Regions from separate parts of the Zea mays genome. Here region 2 is linked to region 1. The links are chromatin contacts, called in public Hi-C maps. All regions are on one chromosome and are shown on one strand. The core of a region is the stretch at or near the end of the contact, and the rest is flanking DNA. Distances in the headings are between cores, read along the strand shown.

Region 1 (4,734 bases), core at 1,203-3,702:
GAAAATCACTACATTCATTGTGCGTGGTTGCAACAGAATTTTAGATCCCGAGGACGGCAGTAGCTGATAGAGTTCATCATTTTGATATGATCCACGTAGCATGATAATCACATAGCATTAACACCCCAGGACTGCAGGAAACAAGTCATATCACCTCAAAGTCCCATTCTCCATAAAGATTGAGATCCTCTGCATCACTCCACACGTAAGTGTCAGCCAGCATGTTCTCGGAAGAGTCCTACAACGCAAAACAACATCTCTAGATGAGAAATAACGGACTGCAAGAAGTGCCACTATTCAGGGCAAAACAGCAAACAAACACAATGAACGATGGCTTCCCAGTTATAAAATGATCCACGATGGTATTCCAAGGATGGACAGAAGAGGGAAGCATGATTATTCGTGCAGAATTTGTAGAGAACAAGGCGTTCATAACCGACCCGATATCCGACACCATATAGAGAATGGGATCTCGTAATGAAAAAAATGGCGCCTCAAGAGATGCTAATGTAGTTGCTTGAAAGAAATGGCGCATTAAGAGATGCTACTGTAGTTGCTACTCCAGGGAAGAAGACTAAGAGGGTGTCTGGTTCCACACAAAAGTTTAGTCTCTCACATAAAATGTGTGAATGATAATTACGGGTTTAAATATAGTTTAATTATAAAATTAATTACAAATAAAAACTAAAAGACGAGACGAATTTATTAAACCTATATTTAATACTCATAATTGATATTCAAATATTTAATGTGACACAAACTAAAATTTAGCCAGGCTAACCAAACATCCCCCAAGAGCATCTCTAAAAGTGTGACCCATAAAAATGCTCTATAATTTAAAAATGAGTATATTTTATAGAATTTAGGGCACCAACAAAAACTTCTGCTCCAACAATAAAGCATCAAATCTAGATTATAGGACAGCCCACTACGATTAGTATATTTGATGCATTTGAGACGATTCCCTATAATTTTTTGACCAAATTTTATAAAATGAGACATTCTTCCTGCGCAAAGTATCGAATGCACATAGCCAAGAAATGCACATGTGCACACATAACATCGAGATCGTACATATTGAATCGAACGGTACTCCAACAGGTTTTGCGGGAGGTTCTTTTTGCAACAACCGTTGGCAGCTGTTGCGGGAGGTTCTTTTTGCAAAAGTCAGGTGCCGTTGGATTCTAGATGGAGGGTCTGGATTTTATGTGTGCATATGTGCATAAGTAGTCTATGTGCATCGGATACTTTGCCTTCTTCCTGACCAAATTTGTAACCCTCATTAGCAGACTCATTTTCAGTGGTTTCCCTGATCAAACTAGAGGTTACCAAGGAACCATGCATAGCACTGAATAGGGAACCGCCGAATACACCAGCTACACCTAACATGTGAAATGGATGCATAAGGATGTTGTGCTCTGCCTGGAATACAATCATAAAGTTGAAAGTACCAGATATTCAGTTTTTACTGTGTAGAGCGGCCCTATATTTCAATTTAAGATATCAGTTTGAGGTATTGATGGAGATGCTCTAGAGCAGAAACAGCGACACTGATGATGTTGTATCATGTCGGTTAGGCAGTATGGAAACAACTGGATCACTACTAGAGTAGTTAGTTTCATTTGCTTCACTAATCACCGAAATATTTGCTTGTATATAATAATGGCCAAAATGCCAGATGCACTTACAGCCAATGATATCTCAACTCTTGTCCTCGTGTACTCCACGTCTTCAAACGCGTCAAGAAGCTGGAGCTCTTCATCAGTAACACCCATGATAACCTGCAGAACCAGTTATTTAAGGTAGTGGTAAAATAAATGCAAACAGAGAAGCAAATCAGGATTGGACTCGAACACTCGTAGCATGTGACAGTAAGAGTAATCAACAACAGACCCTCCCAGCAACTCTCTTGCTCTCAACGGGCAGGATCGCCGGGTAAATGCGGCCCTTGATGTTGAACCGGTGGCTGCAAAACAAACAGAAATGACCGTAGCAAATAAAACTGAAGTTACAGGTTGCAAGCAGAACTGCAGAAGTAAGCACATAAGTATATAAACCGTAAATCCCTCTCGTTAGCGTGCGTGCACACGGCACTGCGACAGCGAACTACGACGACACGGAAACGAAAGCGACGCCCCCAGGGAACCGAGGGCCACCACCAAGACGGGGGGGAGGCGGAGGGATGGAGGGGCGAGCGGGCGTACTAGTTTGGGAGGAGGGCCGGGGCGGCGGGCGGGACGCGCTTGAGGATGGTGCGGACCACCTCGTCCGCCATCAGGCTGCCGTAGACGAACACGCTGTGCGCCGCGGCCGGGGTAGGGGGAGCCGCCGCCGCCGGCTTCATCGCCATGGCGATCGACTTGGGCGTCTGGTCCGGGTGCTCTCGTTGGTTTGGCGCCGCTTGGCAACGGGGTGGGGTGTGTCAACAGATGTCCAAACAGCCACCGGCATAGACCCGGTCCAAACCCGTTTCGCCTAACTATAAATAATGTCAAGCTAGACATGACCCAATGATGCTCTAGGCCGTATCGTGCTGGCCTACATGCCCAGGAACATGCCTAAGCCCGGCACGCACAGAGATAAATAGTATCGGGCCGACCCGACCGTCCGGTGGGCCTGAACGTAGCAGGCCAGCCACTGACCCGAACCAACACTAGAGCAGAACATAAATACATATATTTAACAAAATTCATTAGACATAATAACATATTATATACAGATATTAAGACAACAGAATTCATTTGTCAATTCACAAGATAATACCAGATTAATACAAATATGAAATGATAACAGGATATTACAATTAGTTCACAGGATATTACACAAACACATATATGAAATGATTATTAGGAGCTGTTAGTGTAATGGCCGTCTCATTAAAAATCTTCTTAGGTAAAAACTCATACCTCATGAGAAAATCCTAAAAAGGAAAAAAGAGTGCACCTCAACTCCTAAGTTTATAAGCTCTTTATAGTCCATTATAGTATACAGATCATTAGTTCAATACAACTCATAAGACGTAAGACTAGTAGGTTACAAGACTAAGCATTTTCATCATCCCTAGCTGATTGTGTTGCTGGGTCATCAAGCCATAGGTTATCGCGCTCAGCTTCAAGTTCTTGTGTGTCTTCCTCCACACTGTGTTGCAGGTGAGCATCAACAAGTTCTCAATCTTTGATGCAGGATAATATCTCTACCATATCAGAAGCTAGACGACGTCGACACTCTTCAATCACCCTGCCAGCAAGACTAAAGGTAGACTATGAGAAAATAGTTGATGTTGGCACTGCCAAGGCATCTTTAGCTAGTAGTGAAAGAATAGGATACGTTAACTTATGCTGATGCCACCAAGAAAGGACATGAAGTCCTCATCAAACTCAGTGATAGTATCACTGTCTAAGTAGGAAGCCAACTCAGAGGTAGATGCAACAGTAGAGATAGCTTGAGTGTAGAGCCATGTCATAAAGGAAGGTCATCCCTAGCAATCAAATGACACAGTTCAGTCCTAGCAATAGAAGTAGAGTATTCCCAACATTGCAAAGTACCATCAACATTGTACTTAAGCACAGATTAGACTTGCCCAGAGCGTTCATGTGCTTTCTTAGCAGGGAATTATGCCGAAGCAAATGTCCAGTACCAGAAGTAGATCGAGCAGTAAGCGTTTGCTTACAGAAATCGCAACAAGCAACATACCTGACTTTCTTACCATTCACAATCTTAGTTAATTCATCAAAGTCATTCCAGCACTTGGATCTTTTCTTCGAGTTTGAGTTGCTACCACCAGCATCAGAATCAGGGACTAACTCTAGCGGGCTCGTGGAGCCTGTGCCAGTCCCTATTCTAGAGCCGACGATAATATCGATCTCAATAGGATCTACATGGGTCTCACCCAAACCAATGAAGAACCTAGCATCCTCAGCCTCATTATGGTCCTCAAGCCGACACTCCTCCTCTGCAGCCACGTCAAGGTCCATGACCTTCACTGCGACCACGAGCTCGACGACTACAATAAACAGTCGCCTCCGGCTACCTCAACGGCTATAAGGTTCAAGGCAACAAAAATGGAATTAAACGTACATCTAACTGTCCAGACGATTACAAGAATTAAAGGGCGAGAGATTAAACACACCTTTTCAAGCCAGAGCACTAGAGACGACAGAACGGAGCCGAGGAGCAGCCGAGCAGAGCGACCAGCAAGCAAGGAGCAGCCAAGGAGTAGCCGAGTACTAGAGACAGTCGGACAACCGGACAGGTTAGATTGAGGGCAAGAATGGGAGGAGAATAAAAACAGAACACAATTTTAGATGTCCAAGTAGCCAGCAGGGGGCACCAGTGACCAGACCAGGCGACCAGCAAGTAACTAGATCCCAGATAGGCGCTGTAACACCCCTGGTGTTACTGTAACTAAAACTTGAGCATGGCATCATAAACATTGGCATTGCATATGTTTGATATACCTAGAGTGCATTCACTAGGTAAAAAAATTTCAAACAAGTTGTGTTGTTATAGCATTTTGCAAATAGAACCCTGGATAGGGAACTTAACCCTAAATAGGGATTAAAGGGGTAAGACATAACCCAAATTGAGAAAACCCAAAAACTTTTGAGAAATAATCATGAAATATTCCCAAAAATAAACTTGAATCACATTTATACCCCTGGGATACCAAAAACCCTAATTGGAACCCTGGAAAACCCTAAATCCAAACCCTAGGGGCCTATATGCAAAAATAGT
Region 2 (4,734 bases), core at 1,591-4,090, 540 kb after region 1:
AATTTTATCAATTGGTGAATGTATCAGTAGTCGATGAGAGTGTTGCTTGCTTGCTATTATAGGTTTTACTAGCGTTATATATGTGGTGGATGGATAACTTAGTGCAAGGTCACTTAATTATACAACTTATTATTTGTATTTCATTTTCTCTACTAATAATTTTTATACCAAATCATGAACTCGTTGTTCATTACATAAATTTTGGATCATGATATCATTAATCATTACGATACTTATTGATTATGAGAAGAACAAGTATATTGGAGATGAAACCCGCGGGTAACCCATGGGTACCCGCAAACCCGATGGGTACGGGTTTGGGCAAAATCTCAAACCCGTCATGGGTATGGGTTTTTTAATGGGCATAGATATTGTTCACGGGTACGGGTTTGGGACGGCAAAACCCAGCGGGTTTGTACCCGTTGCCATCTCTACCCAGGAGCGAGATCCAGACGCCACCGGCGATCTTCCGCCGCCCCTACGCACGCGCGGACCGTCCGGCCGTCAGGCAGGAAAACCTAGCCTCGCGCCAGGCTGCGGACCATCCGCTTCTGTGCAGAGAGCACCACCGCTAATTCGTGTTGAGTGATTGACGCCCTAAAAAGGTGTCAACAGAGCCATCGCAACGCATGCTACCTAGTAGGTTTAAAACGTAACTTCTTTTCATCGTCTAAAAAAATCATTCTCTACTATACTACTTGGTCGCCGGTGGCGCTGTACAAAAGCGTCCGAGAAAAGCTGCAGAATTGTTTTTCTATTCTTTTACAACTTTAATATATTTAAACTCCATGAATAATCGATTCGATCAAATGATTACACCAAATTAAACATGCCTCCTCCGCCCAAGCATATACCCGTACGCACCTAATTAATCCGTATGCCGACCCTACTACCTACATCAACCTCCGGTCTCACCGCGGCGCGGCGTCGGCGGCACCGGCACCGGCGGCGAGGACTGCCTCGAGCGTGGTGACGACCCTGGCCATGGAGGGCCGGACCTTGGGGTTCTGGCTGAGGCAGTCGTACGCGAGGCGGGCCACGCGCTGCAGGCCCATCTCCGAGCAGACCTCGCCCATCCGCCGGTCCAGGATCCGCTCCAACTTTTTGGGCCGGATAAGGATGGGCCGCGCCCAGTCCACCAGGCTGCCGTCGCGGCCTCCCGCCCGGCTCGGCTCCAGCGCGCGCCGTCCCACCAGCATCTCCAGCAGCACCACGCCGAAGCCGTACACGTCGCTCATCACCGTCAGGTGCCCTGCATTGCATACTATCGTTGCAGCAGCGAGCGCCGGACGCCGGCAGGCAGTGATCTCATCTACGTCTGGGAAGAAGAAGGAGGTGGTGGAGGATCGGAGATACCTACCGGTGGCTATGTACTCCGGCGCGGCGTAGCCGTAGGTGCCCATGACCCTGGTGGACACGTGCGTCTCACCGCCCATCGGCCCTTCCTTGGCGAGCCCGAAGTCCGACAGCTTGGCGTTGAATTTCTGGCAGATCGAGAGAGGCACGGTGGTGAGTCTGGTGCTTTATAATTGGTGGTCACCGGCACCGGCAGGCCGGGGTGAATGTGAACTGACGATCGATCGTACGCCAACGCATGCAATAAAAACGAACAAACCGCGTCGAGCAAGATGTTGGAGCTCTTGAAGTCCCGGTAGATGATGGGGCGGTCGGGCCCGTGGAGGAAGGCGAGGCCCCTGGCGACGTCGAGCGCGATGGCCACCCGCGTCGTCCACGAGAGTCTGCAGGAGCGGCGGAACAGGTGGTGCTCCAGGCTGCCCTTGGCCATGAACTCGTACACCAGCAGCCGGTGGTCGTCCTCGCAGCAGTAGCCGATGAGCTCCACCAGGTTCGGGTGGCTGTACTGTCCGAGGTAGCTCACCTCCGTCTGCACGCACGCACAAGCACGTCCATGGACGTCACGTCGTCGGGTCGGGGGTGAGATTGGAGATGGATGGCCGGAACACATGCATGACGCTTGCACGCGCGCAGAGATGGATGGATCGGTGCCAGAGCCCTGACCATACCAGCCACTCCCTGTCACCCTGGAGTCCCTGCGGGTTGAGCACCTTGACGGCGACCGCGGTGGACGGGTAGCCCTTCCGCACGGAGCCGTCGATGACCCCTCTGTACACGACGCCGAAGCCGCCCTCGCCGACGATCTGCCCCGGGTTGAAGTTGCCGGTGGCCTTCCTGAGCTCGTGGTAGGTGAAGAGCTTGAGGCGGCCGTACGCCGACATGGTCCGGATCTCCTCTACGTCCTTGGGCACGGACAGCACCAGCGTCCCCTCCGACCCCACCTTCCTCAGCTTCTGAGGGGACGGGGCCGCCGACGCCGACGCCGACGCCGACGCCGGCCTCGGGAACGCATCTGCACGCGTGCGCCGCGCGCGATCGGGAACGCACAGATCACATACGTCGAGCATTTTACAGACGCCAGCTCCTTGAGGTCATGGTGCATACCTCGATGGCGGGAGGAAGGGCGCGGCTGGCGGGTGTCGCCGCAGCTAGGGATGATCCAGCGGTGCATTTTCTGGAGGAACGGTATGCGGCTGTTCATTCACCTCGAGCTGGTCGGTCGGTCGGTCGTTGTCCCTCGCTCTCGCTGGCCGGCGGGGGCGGCCGACGCGAGCGACGGCAGCCTCCGACCACGCGCGCGCGCACGCTGGGGAGAGACGGTACACGTTGTGCTCTCGGCCGGGTGGATGCCGATGGAGGAGGCACGACGGTGAGCTGCTGGGAGAGACGAATGAATAGGCAGGGGCCGGAGACGAGCTAGCGGCGGGAGCAATGGTCGGAGCATGGGCGCCCCGAGCTTTTGGGTGGCCAGCCCGCCGCCTCGCGCCTTTGCCTGCTTTGCCTTAATTTGGCATGCAACAGCTAAACAGACATGAGAGCCAAACGAAATCTTGGGCCAGGTACCAACCACCATCGTGCACGCATCGTAGTGTCGTTCAGTAGCGCGGACCCAGGATTTGGATAGCTGAGGATTAAAAAAAATTAGACATGTAATATTCTCTTCGTTTTTTTATTTATCGTTATTTAGTTTAAAAATAAACTAGCGGACGATAAATATTCGAGAATGGATGTACAATATATAATTCCAGAATTTCCATAATTCGGCACCTAAACAAAAAAATAATCAAAATATCTCACAATGCATTTGATATTTTGATTCATCAGATTAAGTTATAAATTGTATAGATCTGATTATTTGGACTTCAACCTGAGAAGTAGATTGTTTTTAGTACAAATTCCAAGGTAGTCGAAGGTCTATCCGGACTATTATCCCCTGGTGCCGTCGACACAAGAAACCACATTACCAGCCATGAATTTCACTTGAATAAATTTCTCTAACGGGGCGTTTGGATCCCTTCATTTTAGAGAAATTGGAATTCACTCAATAAAGTAACTTATTTAGTTTGGAATTTGACATTCCACCACTTTCTAGAGTTCAGATATAAGCCTATCTCAAATTCATGGGGTGGAGGGTGGGAAATGATTTTATGCATTACTAGAATTGGTTTCTAATCTATAACTTACATGACATTCTTCGTTTCACTCACCTATAGTAAAAATGTAGCACATAAATATCTCCGACATCTTGCTAATAATAGTATACAAATATATTTTGCATAAAACCAAATTAGCTTAATTAATATATGCCTAAATTACTATTATTAGAATGGAATTCAATTCCAGTGATCCAAACGGGGCGTAAGAGCAACTCCAACCATTAGCCTTATAATTACGCCCCTATATTTCAAATTAGCTACGCAGTCAACTTGTTTAGGGTCCAAATTAAAGGCCCGTTCCCAACCATGTTTAGCCTTAAACCTTCATTTCGTTGCAACTACCGCCGGGCCTTTTCTATTATTTTACATTTGCCGCCATCCATTGTGCTTGTCGTTCCCCCACCCCAGTCGCCCAATGGCCGGCATTTTCTAATCTTGTTGCTCTAGCGCCGCCACAAAAACAGCTCGATCGGAGATTCAGAGACCGTGACAAAGAAAGGATCAATCCAAACTTAGTACAGACATCAGTTTGTGTTGCCTCACTTTCTGCTGCTGAAGTATATGCAAATGGATGAAATGATTTTCTACTCTCAAGTTAGCTTGGTCTGTCCATGATCTGAACATTCTACTTTCTGTTGCCGAAGCATATGTATGGACTGAAGTTTTTAAAAATCGTGGAATTTTAAAAATTTGATCCATATTTCTTAATTCTGGATTTTTTAAACCACAAATAGATCGAACCAATTTCTAGTGGTATTGAATGGACCAGTATAGATTTTAGTGGCACTGGAGAGATTGACTTTAAATTGAACTAACGGCGTTAGCTCCAAACTAACGGTAATGTCATTAAAGGGATTAAAATTTAAATTTGATGATATTGAAGGGAATCTATAAATTCTGATGGCATTGAAGATATTCATATAAGTTTGGATGACATTGAAGAGATTTTCTCATGCAAATAAGTGGATGGCATGACAATTATTATCTGTCATTGTCACAGAAACAGCTTGTTCTTTCATCACAAGTGCTGAAGCAGGAAGATGGAGAGGGGACTGACGGGAGGATAGAGAGGGGCGGCTTCCTTCCAACACGAAAATGTTTAGATGAATTTTATTAAAATAAGGCTCCTGTTGAAGCTGTCTTTTTAATGTTTAGACCCTATATTTCAATTTGTTTATATGTTTAGAGCTCCTATTGAAGTTGCTCTAATAACGACAACGCT

What was found. A called contact is a pair of places that touch in the nucleus more often than the background predicts.
Region 2: a contact with region 1 is called in a Hi-C map of ear, with 6 times the contacts expected there. The contact joins the promoter of LOC100191226 here to the promoter of LOC100282242 in region 1. A contact is called at or near these places in 3 of 25 Hi-C or Micro-C datasets (ear, root tip and tassel).

Annotation. Positions count from the first base shown.
Region 1 is chr5:59,319,640-59,324,373 of Zm-B73-REFERENCE-NAM-5.0, forward strand. LOC100282242 reads right to left here and starts at 2,453. Exons shown (of 5, transcript NM_001155154.1): 1 at 2,205-2,453; 2 at 1,894-1,966; 3 at 1,689-1,781; 4 at 155-238. The coding sequence starts at 2,350.
Region 2 is chr5:59,862,013-59,866,746 of Zm-B73-REFERENCE-NAM-5.0, forward strand. It overlaps LOC100191226 (putative protein kinase superfamily protein), which reads right to left and starts at 2,841. Exons shown (of 1, transcript NM_001152528.1): 1 at 765-2,841. The coding sequence starts at 1,966. The coding sequence ends at 1,367.